Regions from separate parts of the Sus scrofa genome. Here region 1 is linked to region 2. The links are chromatin contacts, called in public HiChIP or PLAC-seq maps. All regions are on one chromosome and are shown on one strand. The core of a region is the stretch at or near the end of the contact, and the rest is flanking DNA. Distances in the headings are between cores, read along the strand shown. Region 1 has its middle 110 kb from the start of MEF2A. Region 2 overlaps LRRC28 (leucine-rich repeat-containing protein 28).

The links. HiChIP or PLAC-seq counts read pairs in DNA pulled down with a chosen protein or histone mark.
Region 1: an H3K27ac HiChIP or PLAC-seq map of alveolar macrophages shows a contact between it and region 2. The contact joins two enhancer-like sites. A contact is called at or near these places in 3 of 47 Hi-C or Micro-C datasets (fetal heart ventricle, heart right ventricle and retroperitoneal adipose tissue) and 1 of 2 datasets of contacts at active chromatin or transcription factors (alveolar macrophages).

The regions. Positions count from the first base shown.
Region 1 is chr1:138,283,127-138,289,323 of Sscrofa11.1, forward strand. No RefSeq gene overlaps it. Among named protein-coding and RNA genes, the nearest start is that of MEF2A, 110 kb to the right of the region's middle. Within about 2 kb of position 1,340, at least 25 of the 83 cell types and tissues checked have an H3K27ac peak or open chromatin away from gene starts, as enhancers often do. A contact at or near this core is called in alveolar macrophages, where this site is marked.
Region 2 is chr1:138,165,182-138,170,677 of Sscrofa11.1, forward strand. LRRC28 (leucine-rich repeat-containing protein 28) reads left to right here. Exons shown (of 10, transcript XM_001925096.7): 9 at 1,515-1,674. Among named protein-coding and RNA genes, the nearest start is that of LRRC28, 170 kb to the left of the region's middle. Within about 2 kb of position 1,745, at least 7 of the 83 cell types and tissues checked have an H3K27ac peak or open chromatin away from gene starts, as enhancers often do. A contact at or near this core is called in alveolar macrophages, where this site is marked.

The sequences.
Region 1 (6,197 bases), core at 90-2,589, 120 kb after region 2:
AAAGAGGAATGGACTCTGCTGCTGGTGAGATAGCTGGAGACGCTCCCCCTTACAATGCTGGTTCTCAAATAGTTTTTAATCCATGGCCCGTTTTTGATAAACGGGTGCCCTTCTTGAAAATTATTTGAAATTTCAAATGAAATTAAACACTGGGATTCAAAGCACATCAAATGAATGACGTAATTTAATATACTTTATGCAAACTCTCTCCACCCACTGAGATCCTGCTATGACCCCCCAGTAAGGACACCCTGGATGCTCTCGCCTGTGGTTTTTTTGGTTTTTTTTGACTTTAAAAATATTATTTTTTACTATTGAAGTAACATTGATTTACAGTTTTATATTCGTTTCAGATATACAACAAAGCAATTCAATATTGGCTGAGTTTTGATGGATGAAACCATTGCCAGAACATGACGAAAAGGTGGACAGTACAGCAGACCTATACTGTTACTGCCTGCCCAGCACTGGATAAAAGGCTTTGCCCCTCCTCCCCCATAGATGGGCACATGGCCAAAGCTGGGCCAATTGTAGTGCCTTACCTGCTGAGGCTGTAGAGGGGGCCCAGGGGTGGCAGGTGCCCTAACCCTCCCAGGACATTTCAAACAGGAGGGCTGGAGGAGGAGAGAATGGGGAGGAGTGAGGGGATGGAGAGGGCTTTTCTCCTTTGGTGTGGAAGCTAGATGGAAAAAGAGCCCAAAGCCCAGGCCCCATATCTTCTGCCTCACAGGGAAATGGTCTGAGACCATGAAGTGCACTCACAAGACGAGAGGGGTTGCAGTGGAGAGTGATGGGCTCTCATCTGGGTCTTGGCTCTATTTGCCTCCATAGGGGATCCCCACCTGCCCTCCCCACAGTTTGGCTGCTAGGTGCAGTATATTTCACTAAAAATTATTCATTGAAAGTTCTCTCTGTGCCCTCAAGCAAGAGTGGCCTGACTGAAATAAGAGGTGTAGCAGAGGGTTCCCGAATATTTGAGGACACTGAGGCAGTGGTTTCTCCATGCCAGTTAATTTGCCCTGGCCCTTCCCAGCACAGACATGGTTTTCTTCCTCTCTCTTTTCACACGTCTCTCTAGATCTCATGGTCCCTCTGAAATCTTACCCCCTCGTACCTCCCCTAATTCTCTTCCTTCTCACGACATGCATTTATTCACCCAGGCCTCTGACTTCTAAGTACTTTTGGCTTACTGGCTCACATTTCCCACTGTATTTTTTACCACTGGGAAATAAGGGTGCCTCTAGGCCCCTACTCTTGGAGCTCTGTGAGCATTCCCCAGCTCTGCACCGTTGGGCTGCCAGCTGCACTGGACACTGACTGTCTGCCAAAGTACACACTCTGGCCTGATGTGGGGGGCGGGAGCGACAAGCCACAGCAGGCTTGACAAATGCACACAGGAAGCAGCCCCATTTCCTCAGAAGCTGCCCAACTTCTGCGATTCAATTTTAGCATCTGGCCAACCAAGCAAGTTGGGCCTGATACATTTATAAAATCATTTGTTGGAGCAATTATATTCCAGAATCCCATCTGTGATTTTTCATTTTCTGTTTGATGTTACACAAGTTTGGGGGGAAGAAGTCAATAAAAATCACCATGATTTAACTCACACACAGATAGGAGACATCAGCAAGGACATGATATAAACTCTAATGGTTTAGGTAGCAAACACGCACTCGTATGAATGGCTACAATATCCACTCTGGAGGCAGTGACCCAGGGTTTCAACGTCCATGCACTTACACCAGCTCAAACAAATTCCCTAACTTCTCTGAACCTCAATTTCCTTGTCTGTGAAATAGACGATTCGAAAATTTGCTGTTGTGAATTCAGGACGAAGGACGCCTCTGTACTGCTACTATTACTGCCCTGGGCGAGCTCACCCTATGAGCATTAGGACTGAGGGGCAGATCAGGAATACAGAAATAGAGCCTGATCCAAATTTGCAAATTGAGGTGGAGCATGTTGGGTTCAATAATATCATAACTTGTGTTACAATCTCAGTTAACCACATTGTGCTCAGTTACGAAATGCTTTTTCAAGTTTTGGGAAACAGTAACTGTGCTGCTGTCTTTTAGCCTGCAAACAATCACCACATTTGAATTAGAGAATTAGAGAACTTTCTAAAGCACTTGCCATCCAAGAACTTCCCATTTGTGTGGGCACTTAAAATTATGAATTCATTTGGGCTTTGCATTGCATTTGGCACTTCTTTGCATCTTAATAAGAATGGGTTTCAAAACTTTCCAGTTGTCTAAGCAGCTAGAAATTTAAACCAATTCATTTTCCATTTTAAAAAAGTTCCCCTAAGATAACTGTAAATAGTAAGTCTTAAATTTTTCACTACGGAGAAAGGGAAGGAAACCCTCACTTTACCACCTCCCCTTTGTAAATTTTCTACACATTTTTGTAAAAGGCTATTTTCAAACCACGTGGTGAGAGTTACTGAATATACCCTTCTTTTTACAAAATGTAATTTTGTGGTAAAATGACCAAATAGTGTAGAAGAAGAAAAATAAGGTCTTATAAAAAATACGACACTTCTAATAACATTTCTCTAAGATCCATTCATGTTACTGACTTTTTATAAGTTAGATGTCGAATTCTAACCCACCTAGGTTCACCCCGACTCTATAAATACACACACATCTAACATACGTCTAAAAGGAGTAAAAGTGTCCTAGGAAAGTAGTGGAACAATGAAGTTCCTGAGAGAAGCTTGTTTTTTCAAGTTATTAAAAGGAGGTGGCAAGCATTCATAAGGATATGAAAAATTTAATGTTGTCTGAAGGAAACTCTTGAATATGGTTAATGTTGCTGCCAAAAATCCCAGCTATGTTATGTCAGAATGTTCGACTGCAAGCTACACATTAATGAGTGGAAAGATGGGGTAACAGCAAAAATCTCTGCAGCAGCACACAGCAACCCTGAAAACCAAGTTCCCAGGGTGGAACTCAATCGTTCAAGGGTTCCACCGGCAGGTGATGTGATCTACTAGTTAACAATCAGGGGTGCCAGCTGCCCCTGAGAGGAGAGCAGAGAAGAGTGAGAGCCCTCCCCCTCCCCCCCCCCCCACGTTCTCCCCCCAACCCTGAGCTGGAAACTAAAATGGCTTCGCTCTTCCTGAAAAAGTGGGCACTCCAAGAAACACAGCCCTGGACTCAGAAAAGGTAAGGAGCCATCCGGCATTCAATAGTCGGTCCCCCCTCTGTTCCACACAGCTTGCTGGCATCGCGAGGTGCTATTTTTGTCAGCCCTCTTCAACCCAGCTGTTGCTTCGTGTTCACATGGCGAATGGTGTGAAAATCCCAGCAGAGGCGCGTGAGTCCCAGAGGGACCTGTCTCCTGTCATTTCTAGAACAGATAAAATGTCCCGATCTTCAGTGGGGAATGGGCCGTGTTCATTTCACCAAAAGAGGCAAGGGGAACATTTCTGACATGTAAGCGATGTGGAATCAGGAACCAAGCTTCCCCCTCATGAGCCTCAACCAAAAGCACGGAGCACACATGCATGTGTCTAGGGGTCAATAAGGGACCATGAATCTGCGCAGGAAACCTGGAAGCCGGAGTGTTCCTTCCTATTTAGGGGCAGGCCGTGGCTGTCCCAGGTGCTGGACCTTGTGGCGTCCTGAGGTTGGGACAACTGCATAGAGTCCAGCCCAGAGGCTGCCCCAGAGAACCCACTTCCTTTTTCTGACTTAGTCTGTGACTTGTAATTTTAAACCCACTCTTTGTATTTCCTCTGTGAAAATAACAGCATTTTGGCGAGACTGAGTTTGGGGTGGGGGGGATGGGGAGAGTACCACATAAAACCTAGACGATTTAAAAATACAACTCTAATTGCAGGTTTGTTTTCCCATGGTTTGGCAAATTAGGGGGGCAAATTGGAGGGGTAGTTGGAACTTGCCCTAGGCACAACAACACTGCTTGGTTACCCATCCGCCAGTGGAGTCCTGAACTCTTTCAAAACCTATGAAAATGGAATTGTAGGAGCCACCGTCTTGAACAGCAGCCACATGGGGATCTTTCTATCCGAGTGGGATATTTTGTATCTGAGTGCTGTGATTTAGAATAAGCATCAAGGACCCGGATTTCTCTGAGTTTTTCTTTCTCTGCCTTTACTATAAGGACACAATGATTTTCCTTTTTATTCTCAAATTCTCAGACTCTCTTCAGTCTAGATGAAATTCAGTGAAGAGATCAATTCCTCACATATCCCCTTCCCTTAGGATTTGTATCACAGGATTACTGAGGACAAGAATTATGCTTCTTTGTTGTTTTTTTTCTTTTCAGGGCGTCGCCTGCGGCATATGGAGGTTCCCAAGCCAGGGGTCAAATCAGAGCCGTAGCTGCAGACCTGTACCACAGCCACAGCAGCGCAGGATCCAAGCCTCATCTGTGATCTACACCACAGCCATGGCAACGCCGGATCTTTAACCCACTCAGCAAGGCCAGGGATCCTCATGGTTACTAGTCGGGTTCTTAAGCCACTGAGCCACAATGGCAATTCCAAGAGCTAGTGCTTCTAAATTACTGTACATACCTTTTCTATGGTCATATTATAATACCTTTGAGATGAAGGAATTGTTAAGGGAGGCTAAGGCGTGAAGATGCTGTGGATTGACTTACTGTCCATTTTGACTTCTAAGTGGGTCTTCCTGTCCCTCAAAACCAACAACTAACAACCTCATGTTAACAGCTATTTTTGTTTTGGGTTTTTTTTTTTTTTTTTTGCATTTTTAGGAATTTATTGTAATACTGATAATTTATAACATTGTGTTAGTTTCAGGTGTACAGCAAGGTGATTCAGTTACACTATACATATATTCATTCTTTTTCAGATTCTTTTTTCCCATATAGGTTATTATAGAATATTGAGTGAAGTTCTCTGTACTATACAGTAGGTCCTTGTTGATTATCTATTTTTTTTATAATAGTATGTATTTTAACTCCAAACTTCTAATTTATCCCTTCCCCTACTTTGCCCTTTGGTAACCATAAGTTTGTTTTCAAAGTCTATGCATCTGTTTTGTAAATAAGTTCATTTGTACCCGTTTTTAAATTCCACATATAAGTGATACCGTATAAGATACATCTTCCTCTGACTTTCTTCACTTAGTGTGATAATCTCTAGGTCCATCCATGTTGCTGCAAATGGCATTATTTCAGTTTCTATGGCTGAGTAACATTCCATTTTATATACGTACCACATCTTCTTTATCTACACCTCTGTTGATGGACATTTAGGTTGTTTCTGTGTCTTTGCTGTTGTAGATAGTGCTGCTGTGAACACTGAAGGGCGTGTATCTTTTTGAATTGTAGTTTTGTCTGGATATATGCCCAAGAGTGGGGTTGCTGGATCATATGATAGTTCTATCTTTAGTTTTTAGGACAACTGTTTTTCTAGGATCTCTTGCAGCTCAACTTCTGGGTACAACGAATGCCACTTGGGCCTGTCAAGTACCCTTGCACAAAGTTTAGAAGGCAGGAATGGTAGATGAGATAGAGACCCTGTTTGGGTCACTTCTACTGACCAGTCACTGAAGAGGTGTTGGACTACGTGGCAGCATCAGCTTGCCCAGTTTCTCTTGACCTTCAGAAGCAGACCACAGAGCTCCCCTCTTTGCTTGTGTAGATGAGTAATCACTGCTTGGCTTGAGAGCAAGTGTTTCTGAGTCATTTTCCCAGTGCTATGTTGCAACAAAAGGAAGGTGGCCTACAGGCGGCTTCTAGACGCTCCTTCTCCCAAGCTGGGTAGCTCCCCACACATCAGTCATGCCTTGATATGTGGAAGTTGTTCCTCAAAGCCCATCCTGAGGTCTGGGCCTGAAGCCTTCCTGTGACTTTTGAAGCACATAGGCCCTTGTATTAAATCCCCTTCTGCTCAAAATAACTAATGTGGGTAAACCCTGACTTAGAAAGCAGGCATGCAGCTGTAGAACATTGGACTCTGATCTCAGCAGCATCCTTCCTGATCCGGATGGGTCGCCCTCTGCCAAATCCATCCGGGGGCCCTGTCCCCTTTAGCTCAGGCCACCCTGCTTCCCAGAGAAAGTGGGGGGATGAATTCCTTCAGCTTTGACTTTTCACCTGTGACCAAATGAGCATCAGGTCCTTACACATTCCTTCACATTCTAGGAGAAAACAAACCCATCACTGGAAATGTTTACAAATAATACAGAGCTTTATTCTTGTTTCTA
Region 2 (5,496 bases), core at 495-2,994:
GCTCCTAGCCTGGAAACATCCACATGCTGAAGGTGTGGCCCTAAAAAGAAAAAAAAGAAAAAAAAAAAAAAAAACCCTGCTAAATGTGTTATCTTTGCTTTTTAAAATAAAGGGGGTCCGTACAAAAACATTTAATAGCGACTTCCAGGAAAGTCTCATACGTATTAAGTTGTTTTTTAAAACTAAACAGAAAACTGAAGTCATTTACCTATGAGTAAATTACATTTTTCAAAATGGCTATTGATGTCTGAACAGATATAGAAGATGATAAGGTAATTTGTATTTCCTTCTTGAAGATGATTCAGTATTTTGGGATTTCACCTCATTCTGACTATTTCTTTTTCTTTTTCTTTTTTTTTTTCTTTTGGTCTTTTTGCCATTTCTTGGGCCGCTGCCACGGCATATGAAGGTTCCCAGGCTAGGGGTCGAATCGGAGCTGTAGCCACCGGCCTACGCCACAGCCACAGCAATGCGGGATCCGAGCCACATCTGCCACCTCCACCACAGCTCATGGCAACGCCGGATCCTTAACCCACTGAGCAAAGCCAGGGATCAAACCCGCAATCTCATGATTCCTAGTCAAATTCGTTAACCACTGCGCCACGACGGGAACTCCCCTGACTATTTCTGTCTCTCCTGAATGTTTACTATCAATAGCAACCCTGTGTAAATTTGCACTCAGGATTGCCTGGGTTTTTTACTTTAAACGTTTCTTCTGTGTAGCTCAGACTAAATTGGGAAGGAGGCACCCTGTTTTTATTAATGACATCTCCTGGGAGTGAGGCAAGGAAAAGCTTGGTTTTATTATTTTTCATTTTCTTTGATTTCTTTGTTTCCTCTTTTATTCTTTTCATTAAATATAATTTAGCTCAATAGATTCTAAATGCCCAATAGATTGAGGAAGAACTTAATAAAACTTAGTTTTAATCTTCTGTCCTAGTCCTTTTTTTTAGTTCTCTGTCTCTTATAGAAGTTTACAGACCCTTTCTGGGTAAACTTAATGCCTTTATTCTTAAAAAATATTTGACTTTATTCTTTCCTTGCCTCCACCACAGAACAGCTTCTAGTTGCTCTTGAAAGAGTAGATTTAGGTTTTCTCTTAGTATCAAAAATGTAAAAAATATCTTTCATTTCCAAATTATATTATGTTTTTATTCAGTACCTGTCAGATAACAGATTTTTCAACATGCAGTTCTTTTTTTAAATGGCTGCACAGGCAACATGTGGAAGTTGCCAGGCCAGGGATTGAATCTGAGCCCCAGATGTGACCTATGCCACAACTGTGGCAACACTGAATCCTTTAACCCCCTGAACTGGGCCCGGGATTGAGCCCACACCTCTGTAGGGACCCAAGTTGCTGCAGTCGAATTCTTAACCCACAGTGCCACAGTGGGAACTCCCAATATGCAGGGCTTTTAACTAATTGAACTTACTAACGAAGAGAAATATCTTAAGAAGCCTTGTTTAAGGAAATCTCATTTTTCATTTGTGTATGATTTTCTGTTGTGTTCCAGATTTGAACTTTCTGTCTCCAGTCTCATTACCCAGAAGTCTCCTGGAGCTGCTGCAGTGCCCCCTCGGGCACTGTCACCGGTGTAGTGAGCCCATGTTTACGATCGTCTACCCCAAGCTCTTTCCCCTGAGAGAGACACCAATGGCAGGGCTGCACCAGGGGTAATCACACCTAAGTGGGCACCAGGGCTTACAGCGGGGCATGGGGGTGGGGTCATGGGGAGTGACGGAGGATGTGCATAGAAGTGTGGTTTAGTCAGCAGCCTTAAATGGGCATAGAGTGCTTCCTGCAACAGAGCTAAATGAAACGAATGCACATTTCAACATCACAAGAAAACTGGATTTCCCTTTATTACAGTTTTGGTCTTTTACAGAACAGTTTTATTGTATTTAGAGTAGCTCATTCTTTGTAGGATTGTTTTCCTGCTGTTCTTCTATTCACAATAGTCTTTAGGCAATAAGCAATGTAAGAACAAAATATTGGTTATGTAATGGGTCCAGCCCGGCCCTTCTATTTAATTCACATTGCTAACTGAAAGTGTGTGGCTGAACATTGTATGTGTGTGTATTTCTGTTTTGAATTGCTAACCCTTCCAAATGGCAATCTCTTGCCACTCTATTTCTTGGCACAGTGCCTTGAATTTGCTAAGAATGTTAGCTAAGTAAAAAACCCCACACTGGTAGTTTAAAAAAAGAATACCAGACAATTAAAAATAGGACATGAAGGGATGTTCCCTGGTGGTCTAGTGGTTAGTACTCAGGGCTTTCACTGCTGCGGCCTAGGTTCAATCCCTGGTCTGGGCACTGAGATTCCACATCAAGTCACTGCATTCCATGACCAAAAAAAAAGAAAAGAAAGAAAGAAAATAGGACATGAAATGAAAAATCCCCCATTAGCACAACCTCAGCTTATAGATTTTCTAAATTTAGGATCTTCTAAGTTTGCGTGTTTCAAAGTTTTAAAAAAAAAAAAAGGTACTATGATACCTCACTTATCCATCAAATGTGGTATTTTGGGCTAGTACATTTCCCAGATAACTTGTTACCCCTATTCAGGCCAAGAAGTGTTTCCTTTGTAATCATTTTTGTAGAATGAGAGCGAGCGTGGGCAGGGTGCTGAACCTCTCTGAGCCTCAAAATGGGGCTAGAACAGCCTGCTGGGCAGGGCCGTCTGAGGATGAAGGCAAACACCTGGCACATAATGGGTATTCTGCACATGGTAGTTACCTTTTCCATCTTTCTGCCCACTCCTTCCCAAAACTGCATTTATCTTTTTCTTACCCTGAATAATCCTCTTTTGCTATAAACTTCAGTTTCTGTTTCAACTTTCTATATTTTTAATGTTTCCTGCTTTACTTTGACTGCCTATAGAAGCCCTCCTCCAACCCTTTCTGATTTGCTACTTATGATCATAGGTGATCAAATCACCAAATTTAGCAAGTTTTGTTTAAATTAGAGTTGAAAGGACTGAGTCAGAGTTTCATTATGTTACTCCATGGATAAAATTAACAAATACGCATATATGTGAGAAGCCACAGAGAATAGCGGTCAGGTGCACAGGCCCTGATTCTGACTCCTCCCCTGGGAGACCTTAAGCAAATTACTTAACTTCTCTGAGCTTTATCTTTTCATCAATAAAAGAAGCGTAGTAATATCTATTTAAAAAGTCATTGTGAGGGTATCATTCATAAATGAGATCATTCATGTACAGAGCCCAGAATGGTGCCTGGTGTGTAATGAATATTAAGTAAATGTTAACCCTATCTATTTTTGTAGCTCAGACTTAAAAATTTATTTCATGTATGTGTCTTTAGCAAGTGATCTTCATATTAATAAGACAGATGATAAGAAAATCTTAACTAATTCATTAATCTATAGCAAAATCCTTCTTCATTGTTGCACACCTTCCTATAGAAGACATTTTCTTACTGAAAATATGAAAATGAAAACAATTCAGTATGGTAAGGATGCTGTCTTAGTAGCTGATAAATAAATACCTATTTGAAAAGGTAAACTTTTTTATCATGGTAATTGTGGAAATAAAGTAGATCCTTCAGATGAAGCCATGTTTGTGTAATCTTCATATGAAATTTGGGAAACTTGTTCAGTAAGTATTTGCATATTCCATTTACTGCTACTTGTTTCTCTGCTTCAACCTAAAAATTCAGTGTGACTATCTTATATTGTTTTAGAACATAAATATAATAGCATTAGTAAAATGAGTGTATCAAATACATGGGACTTAGGCAATGCCATTTTGTTGAGCAAAGCCAGAAGTGCCTGTTTATAGGAAAAATGAAATACCAAGATATAAACATGGCTTTCTGTGGCAATTTAATGCTAAGGTCTGAAATTGAGAATTGGTGGCTTTCATTTGGTCCACCAGGCTCTGCTCCTTTCCATGTTGCTATGGAGATTGTACTAAAAGCTTTGACTTTAGTTTCTACCATGGTCTTTAAAGTACTTTATTTTCTAACTGAAAACCAAATACTTGGATCTCAATAGCTTAATGCTGAAAATAAAATCAGTGCTTTTAATATCATAAACTCAAAAAGGTCTTAATAATATTATTTTTAAGTCTTCTAAGATATTCATTTTTACATGGCTTGTCATAAAAGTATACATTGTATCAGCCAATGTCTAAATTAATGTGGACATCTGGCATTATTTTAAAATAGCATATTGAATATTCTTCTGAAATACCAAGTCCCATACAAGTGTTAGTTCCAACTTAAATTTAATACAGTCAAGTAAAAAGAAATTACAGTGTTTTGCATAAACAGTAAATACCCAAATCTTCAAATATCTATAGCAGAAAATAATGGCTAGTATGTTCATGACTTTTGGTCATGATAGGCACGGCAAATTTTTGTCCCCCCAAATTACTCTTAATTTATTAAAATGGAGAATGTCAACTTAGAGGATGACTTTTTAGCATAACAACATGTGCCTGGCTTTTCCCGCATGTGTATGAGTCTCACAGGTTCTGTATTTCCCCATAGGAAATCAGGCTACCCAGCGTTTTTCAGGGGTATTTTATTAGTTTCCTAGGAATGCAATAAAACTGAGTAGCTGAAACAACAGGAATCTGTTGTCTCAGAGCTCTGGAGGCTGGACATCTGCAGCCAGGGTGTTTGCGGGGTTGGTTCCTTCTGAGGACTAGAGGAGAGGTCTAGTCCAGGCCCCATTCCTTGTCTTGCAGAAGCCATCATCCGCCCTCATCTCTTCGCATCATCTTACCTCTGTGTATGTCTATCTCAGTGTCCAAAGTTCCGTTTTTTGTAAGGACACCAGTGATACTGCACTAGGGCCCACCCTAATGACCTCATCCTAACTCACCTCTTTACACCAGCCATGATCCTGTTCCCAAATAAGGTTACTGCATTACTCTGCTAGGGCTGCCATAACAGAACACCATAGACTGGGTGGCTTAAACACAGATATTTAATTTCTCACAGGTCTAAAGACTGGATGTCTGAAATCAGGGTGCACACTGTCAGGTTATGCTGAGGGCTCTTCCTGGTTTGAAGATGGCTTCTTTCCTGCTACTTGTTTCTCTGCTTCAACCTAAAAATTCAGTGCAGAGAACCTTTGCTGTCTCTTCTCAAAAGGGCATTCATCCTATCATGAGGGCCCCATCCTCATGACCTCACCTAAACCTAGTATCTCCAAAAGGCCCCATCTACAAATACCGTCACATGGAGATTAGGACTTCAACGTGTGAATCGATGGCAGAACGGGGAGGACACAATTCAGTCTGTGGCAATCACATTCTGGGGTACTGGGGATTAGGACTTCAGTGTAGGAATTTGAAGTGGGTACAGTTCATCCCATAAAATCTGTCTTCTGACTCTGAAAATTCATGTCCTTCTCAGACAAAATAAATTCACCCCATCCCAGGAACCCCCAAATCCTAACCCATTCCAGCATCAACTAACTTTTAAGTTCAAAATCTCATCTTAAGTATCTAAATAAGGTATATAT